2 separate regions of the Mus musculus genome follow, and region 2 is linked to region 1. The links are chromatin contacts, called in public promoter capture Hi-C maps. All regions are on one chromosome and are shown on one strand. The core of a region is the stretch at or near the end of the contact, and the rest is flanking DNA. Distances in the headings are between cores, read along the strand shown.

What was found. Promoter capture Hi-C pulls out the DNA fragments that hold promoters and counts their contacts.
Region 2: a contact with region 1 is called in a promoter capture Hi-C map of liver. The contact joins the enhancer-like site here to the promoter of Pccb in region 1. A contact is called at or near these places in 6 of 39 promoter capture datasets (the C10 cell line, HPC-7-derived erythroid cells, liver and 1 more), 8 of 484 Hi-C or Micro-C datasets (CD4 T cells, Sertoli cells, Th17 cells and 4 more), 2 of 115 datasets of contacts at active chromatin or transcription factors (embryonic stem cells and regulatory T cell precursor) and 3 of 9 other capture datasets (adipose tissue, liver and pancreatic islet).

What each region holds. Positions count from the first base shown.
Region 1 is chr9:101,033,028-101,036,749 of GRCm38.p6, forward strand. Pccb (propionyl Coenzyme A carboxylase, beta polypeptide) reads right to left here and starts at 1,857. Exons shown (of 15, transcript NM_025835.3): 1 at 1,642-1,857. The coding sequence starts at 1,830.
Region 2 is chr9:101,112,551-101,116,099 of GRCm38.p6, forward strand. The region is part of intron 13 of Ppp2r3a (protein phosphatase 2, regulatory subunit B'', alpha); the gene reads right to left. Among named protein-coding and RNA genes, the nearest start is that of Msl2, 40 kb to the left of the region's middle. Within about 2 kb of position 2,026, at least 19 of the 459 cell types and tissues checked have an H3K27ac peak or open chromatin away from gene starts, as enhancers often do. A contact at or near this core is called in liver, where this site is marked.

The DNA of each region.
Region 1 (3,722 bases), core at 607-3,106:
AAAATTTTAAAACTTTAAATTAGATATTCTAATAAAACAGTAAAGCCGGGCAGTGGTGGCGCACGCCTTTAATCCCAGCACTCGGGAGGCAGAGGCAGGCGGATTTCTGAGTTCGAGGCCAGCCTGGTCTACAAAGTGAGTTCCAGGTCAGCCAGGGCTACACAGAGAAACCCTGTCTCGAAAAACAAACAAACAAACAAACAAAAAGTAAAAGCCAAAGAGGCTGTGGAAAGAGGCTGTGGAAAACAAATGTACTTTGGGGGGAAATAATCTAACAACTACGGAGATAGACAGATAGATAGATATATAGATAATAGACAGATCGATAAATTTTAAGATATTCATACTTTCTGGTCCTCTTTTAGGACATCTGATTCACGGACATAATGAAAAACTTGCTTAAAGGGAACACAAATTAGCCTCCCAACTAAATAAACTCTGACAGCAGAAAACCTGCTCTGAAGGCCTTAATGTAAGAGCATCAGGATCTTGCCTGGGGTGCAATAGGCAACTGAGCAAGGGTGTCCCAAGAGAAAGGTTACCAGAGCAGTGACAGGCTTTCCCAGGGAACTTAATAGCCCTTCAGAGGGACCCCAAGGGAGAGAGGGCTTATGGCTCACCATAAACCTTACAACCACATTTACATCCCTAAGTGTCAAGAGGAATAAATAGTTTTCCTTGAGCATTTTTCTTTTTTCAAACCTAACTCAGGACATCTGAATCAACATTTGACCCAGATTTTCACACACTTGGGTAAGACTTGCATGCCCTTCACAGGAGCCCTTCCCTTAGGGAACCTTCATGTTAACTTATCCAGCTCTTCTGCCTGGACTCACTCAGTTGTCAAGGACACACTGGGCAAGTCTGGCTTCAAGTCTAGGGTCACCTCTTCCAGCTTCTGTTGTTTTTTGTTTTTCTGCTGCTAAATGACCTCCCCAGAAGAAGCTCAAATGTGATTCCCGCCTCAGCTGCTCTCAGCAGAGTAGCCTGAGAGTTTATAGAAAGTCCACCTGCTTCCTATGCAGCAGATCGATACATGAACCTCTCAAGAGGCCAACCAGACTTCCTCGGTCACAGGCGTCACAAATCCCCAGCACGCAGGGAGACAACACACCAGGTTAATGTGAACATAACCAAGTTTTTTCTAATACTTCGTGCCTGGGTTTTACTGCTTCCTTCCCCGAGAAGAGGGAAGGGAAAAAAAAAAAAAAAAAAAAAACTGTCATAAACACTTTCAGGCAGCGGGAGAACAATCCCGTCTTTTAAATTCAGAGCCTGTGGCCGATTAACGTGGCAATCTTATTCAAACAAGACCTGGAAGACATTATTCTGTTTACGGTGCTTTCTAAAGACCACCTTTCCCAAAAGTTCAAAGCTGCTAAGTGGAGCGCAGCTGGAGACCGGTCACATCCATCCATCCATCCGACGACCAATGCCCACCACCACCGCCTGGGGACCTCCCTAAGTGGTGCAGATGTCTACTGACACCCGAGGGGGCTCTAGGTTCTCCAGGTGGACGTTCTCGCCGCGCCCCTCCCAGGCGCAGCGCCTATTGGCTGGGAGGCTCGTGCGCCGCGAGCCCGGCGCGCTGTGATAGGGCGGGAGCGGAGGGGGCGGGACGCACTGGCGCCCGTGACTCACTCGCTTGTGCTGCGCGTCGATGCGGCGCTGGCCTCCTCCCAGCAACGCTGCATGGCGCTTGTTGTCGATGCGCTCTTTAACTGAAACCGGCTGGCTGCAAAGGCCGCGGGTCGTGATGCCGAGGCCGCAATTCAGAACGCTGAGCCTCGCTCCAGCCGCCACCGCCCGAATCCTAATCGCCGCCGCCATTTTTTTTTTTTTTTTTTTTTGACTGCCAGCGTGACACACACTGCACCTCAGGACGCATGCGCAGAGAGCGTAGACATTGCGAGTCTGCGCCTGCGCGTCGTCGCTGGCCCTAAAGCTGGTAGCAGTCACAGGCTTGCATTCAGGCTCAAGGCGGTCCTGTTCTAGGAAATACCTGCCTCTCAGCTCTGTGCCCGTGTAGCCACACAGAACAAGGACTTCATTCCTCGTTCTGCGTTAGCCATCTAAACTCCAGGCTTCGTCGACCCTCTTCCCCCCAAAAATGAATAGATAATGAGCTCTGACCAACTTTTACCAAATGCTGTGCCAGGTTTTGCTCTTAAAACTTAGCCTTGAAATAATTTATATCCAGATTTCAGAGATGGGATACACAGGAACAGAAGTAGGTTTGTATGGCGTCAAGACTGAAATGTTTTGTGAGCTACGTATTGAGCTCCAGAGAGGGTCTCTTAAAGGGGAGAGGAGCTGGGAAGCTACTTGGCTCAGTGCTAAGTTAAAGCCTTTGCCAGCCTGAGTATGAGGACCAAAATTGGGGTCCCCAAACTCAGTACTCAGCCAGAGTAATGAGTGTCTGTACAGAGAGGTTGCCTAGGTGAGATAGCTGACAGAAATAAAAGAATCCCAGGAAGCTCACGGAACAGCCACCCTAGCATGTACAGAAGCAAATGAGACCCAATTCTCACACAAATAAGGGGACCATTGACACCCCATGTTGTCCTGTGACTTCCACATGTGCACGCCCAAACTCTGATACACACAAATTATTTGATGTTTTTTAAGTTTGTGACGAGACACAGAATGGTGAAGTAAACTTTTAGAGACCATTGTGCTAGGTCTAGGCTCCATAGGGTTTTACAGTAGGGGAGAGAGGTTGGCCTCAACCCCGAATACACCAAAGACAAGATGTATCGGGGAGGGAGCTCAATGGATAGAAAATTAATAGGGAACACAGGGCAAGGAGCAATCTGACAAACAACGTTTGCTTGGTTGAAGGCAAGCCAGGGTGCTCAGACATCATTTGGGGGACAGTGGAAGAAGAACCTTATCAAATATGGAGGGCGATCCCTCATCAAGGGTGGAAGATTCTGGCATAACTGACTTAGCAGGATTCTTGGCAAAGCTACCCTCTAGAAGAGAGGACCTGGGAGCCAAGGTCAGTTCTATTCAAGAGATGCTCAGTAGAGCCTGACCGAAGTTTGGTCAAGAAGAGAATCTTGTCAACACAGCGGCTTTGGCATTAGCTGGGAGGAAATAGGAAAAGTAAACTAGGAGCAGACTGCTCGGGCTCAGACCTACTAATCAGAGGGGATGCAAGGCGGCGGCGGGGGCGGGGGGCGGGGGCGGGGGGGGGGGGGGGAGGCTGCTGACCTCTTAGCAAGGACCCTTTAGTCAGTTCAGATGCTAACATCTGAGAAGTGCTGCTCCAGTGCTTTCGAAAACTCTACTATGAATGCTTTCTCATCTGTTTACCCAGCGAAGTGGCAGGTCTTTAAGGCAAAGTACAAGGTGCATATTTCTCATTCTTAGCCAAAAAATAAAAAATAAAAAAATAAAAAAAGCCTGCCAGAGTTGATTATTAACCCTTCCTAAATCCACCTCACTCCACCTCTCTGCAGGACTCCCACAGAGTTCAAATTCTGGCCTGAGACTTTAACGTTAATGTCATTTTATTTATTTATTTCATTTACGTTTTGAGGCTCTCTCTCTCTTAAACTGGCCTGGAACTCATGATGTAGACAAGATTGGCCCGAAATTCAGAGATCCACCTGCCTCAGCCTTTCAAGTACTGGGATTAAACATGGCTGAATAATCATCTTTGAGCCACCTACTTGCCGCAAGTTGTGTTTCTTAGAACTGTTTCCCTCAACATAGAC
Region 2 (3,549 bases), core at 776-3,275, 80 kb after region 1:
TTCTATTGCTTGACCAAAGGTGTTTTAAAACTAGTGTGTGTGTATGCGTGGTTGCTAAGTGTGTTTGTGGTAATGTGTGGAGGTCAGAGGACAACTTTTGTGAAGTTGGTCCTTTCCTTCCACCGTTATTTGGGTTTGGGGAATCACACTCAGGTCTTATAGCCTTTACTAAGCACCTTTGCCTGCTGACTCAGCCTGATGCTCCCCACACCTGCACCTTATTCAGTTAGGATGTGTAGCTGTCTGGGCCCCCATTGCCTATGCATGTGGAAACCAGGAAAGGGTGTTGGTGTTCTCTTCTGTTATGTTCTACAACTTTCTCTGAGACAGTCTCTTTTCCTGAAACTGGGGCTCCGTTTTCTCAGCTAGGCTGGAGGCCAGCAACCTGCTTTAGAGCTCAGGTTACAGGTATTTTTGGGAACTCTTGTTTGACTGTGCAGGTGCTGGAATTCTAACTTATTTTGTTGTAAGTTAAAATAAGGATGCTAATTATAAATAACTGCATAACCTTTCCTCAGATAGGGACTCTAGTTTTCCTGGGTTCATTCCTGGGTTGAATTTTTATGCTGGTCCTTGTTGTGATTGTGTGTCAGCTAGCCATGTTTGTCTGCAGCGTCTGCAACCTCAGGCCTGGAGTCATTTATCTGCTGTGAAGTAGAGCTTGACAAAAGGGCAATCCATGACTGTTAGTACTTTTGGAAGGTTGTATGTGCTGGGCTTCCTAAAGACATCCTTGTTGTGGGATTGGGTGGAATACTGTTGCTCTGTGCCCTATGGTAAGTATTTGCTCAGGCACTTCCGTAACAGTCTATCAGGTGATACGGATACATAGAAGGCAGAAAAATGGTGGTTTGCCTTAGAGAAGCCTACAGTCCGGTGCTAAGATGAGTAAGTCCATCTGTTTCCACTCACAGGCCAGGCTCTCTTGGACATACTACACATTCCAGTTCACAATCCACTGTTTACACAGATAGTTACTGTATCAGTGATGCCATGTCCTGTGCTCTAGGAATGAAGCGAACAGCCTGGGTGAAGAATGCTACTTACAGCTGACTAAACTCTACTGGAAGAGGGTAGGGAAATATGGCCATGGCCATAGAAGTTGTAGAAGTAAATAGCTACTGCTTTTTTTTCTTCTTCTTTTTTTTTTTTTTTTTTTTTTGTTTTTTCGAGACAGGGTTTCTCTGTAGCCCTGGCTGTCCTGGAACTCACTTTGTAGACCAGGCTGGCCTCGAATTCAGAGATCCGCCTGCCTCTGCCTCCCAAGTGCTACTACTTTTTATTACAAAGAACTTGGCTCTAAGATTTTATTTTCCTCCTCCCCCTCCTCTCCCTCTTTTTCCTCTTCTTCCTCCTTTTCCTCCTCTTCCTCCTCCTCCTCTTCCATCTCCTCCTTTTTTTTTAATTGGTGTTTCAAGACAGGGTTTTTTCAGTGTAGCCCTGGCTATCCTGGAAGCCACTCTGTAGACCAAGCTGGGATCAAGATCTGCCTGCATCTGCCTCCTGAGTGCCAACACCACCTGGCTATTTACATTGTCTTCTTTAAATCTTAAAATAGCTTGGTGTTAGAGAGGTTTCATTGTGCAGGGGATCCTATAGCTTGGAAATCTGGGATCACACTAGTAAGCAGTGGAGCAAGAATTTGAGCTTAGTACTGCTTAACTCCAAATTTCATGTGTGTGCTGTTTGTTAACTTTACCCAGGGTAGGCATAGCACCTGTTCCCAGTAGCTGGATGCCAGGTGTTTACAGGCACTATCTCCGATTCTCACAATGCCTCTGGAAGGCAGTTACCAAGTTTTCTGAACTGAGCTGGAGGAGTCAGGTAGCCTGTGCAGCTGGTGACTGGGCCAGCTCTGAGTGGCTCCTAAGCCTCTTAACACTCTTCCTTTTTCTAATATGGATCTGGCAATTCTGCGTGACATTTATCCCTGACTTTTCTCTATTTCTTCTTGAGGTGAAGGCCTAGGTTGGAACCTTTGGACTTTCAGGCACTGACCCAGCAGCTTCTGGACCAGTGTGACAGGCCGCCGTTTCCTTTGCTGACATTCTCGTGCCTGCTGCCCAGGCTGCTTGTCTTCTCTTCCCTAGAGACCTCAACTCCCACATGTGTCCTGCAAGCCTTATCTCTCACCACATGAGACGAGAGGTCTGTGACAAGCGTATCTCATATGTACTGCTTGAATTTCACTAGAGCTGGTGGCTGCATTGCCTCTCGTGACCCTTTACCTGTGTCCCTGCCTCCTCTTCCTTTACCTGTGACCTCTGCCTGCTTTTCCCTCCTGTGTCCTTGCCTCATCTTCATTCCAAGCACACTGGTACTCCTCTTAGTATGACCACAATTTGAAATATTTTTTTGCTTAATCCAATTGTATTTTCTCTTTAACTGATACTAAGTTTCTCTTGTGTTACTCAAACATAGTAGGTATTTAGACCCGATGTCCCCCACGCCCTTTCTTTAAGGCAGGTTAAAAAGATGGGCTGGGAGATAGCTCGGAGGTTAAGAATGGTTCTTGCATTACTTATTAGAGGACTGGTGTTTGGATCTCACCACCCACATTGGGTGGTCACATATGCCTCTTAGTTCCAGCCTCAAGGAATATTCTACCACCTTCTGTTCTCTGTGGGCATGCACGCACACATAGAAAATAAACTGGGCTTGGTGGTGTATACTTTTAGTACCAGCACTTGAGAAGCAGAAATAGGTGGATCTTTGAGTTCAAGGTCAACCTGGTCTACATAGCCAGTTTCAGGCAAGCCTGAACTGCCTGGCATGGGTGCTTGGAACTGAATGCCAGTCTTCTGCAGGAGCAGTCTGTGCTCTTAATCACTGCAGTGGTGTTTGTTTGTTTGTTTGTTTTGTTTTGAGAGATTTATCTGAGTTACAACTATTAGTAATTTGTTCCTCTTATTTTCCAGGAATTAACTGAAATCAACAATCTGTCTATTGTTTGTGTATAATTAAGAGGTGATGGGGGGCTGGAGAGATGGCTCAGTGGGTAAGAGCACTGACTGCTCTTCTGAAGGTCCGGTGTTCAAATCCCAGCAATCACATGGTGGCTCACAACCATCTGTAAATGAGATCTGACTCCCTCTTCTGGTGCATCTGAAGACAGCTACAGTGTACTTAGATATAATAATAAATAAATCTTTAAAAAAAAGGTGATGGTTTGAAAGAGATCTGTTTTCCATAGGTTCATATATTGAATTCTTGGACCTCACACTTCCCTGCTATGACAGACTCTTAGATCTCTGGAATCATAAGGCAAATTAAACTCCTTTTTTCTATAAGTTGGTTTTGGTTATGGTGTTTTATCACTGCAACAGGAAACTGTTATATTTCATTACTTAATTTCCTTTTTGGGGAGTGGAGGGTTGCTGGGGACTAATCTCAGGGCTTTGCACATGATATCCCACTGAGCTTCACCCTCAGCCCACAGCAGCTTATAGTATTTCACCATTTACTATATTTAGGTCCCATTTATTTTCATGATTTGTTCTGTTTAAGAAGTAAATATTTGCGTAAATGAACTCCAAAATGTGGTATTTG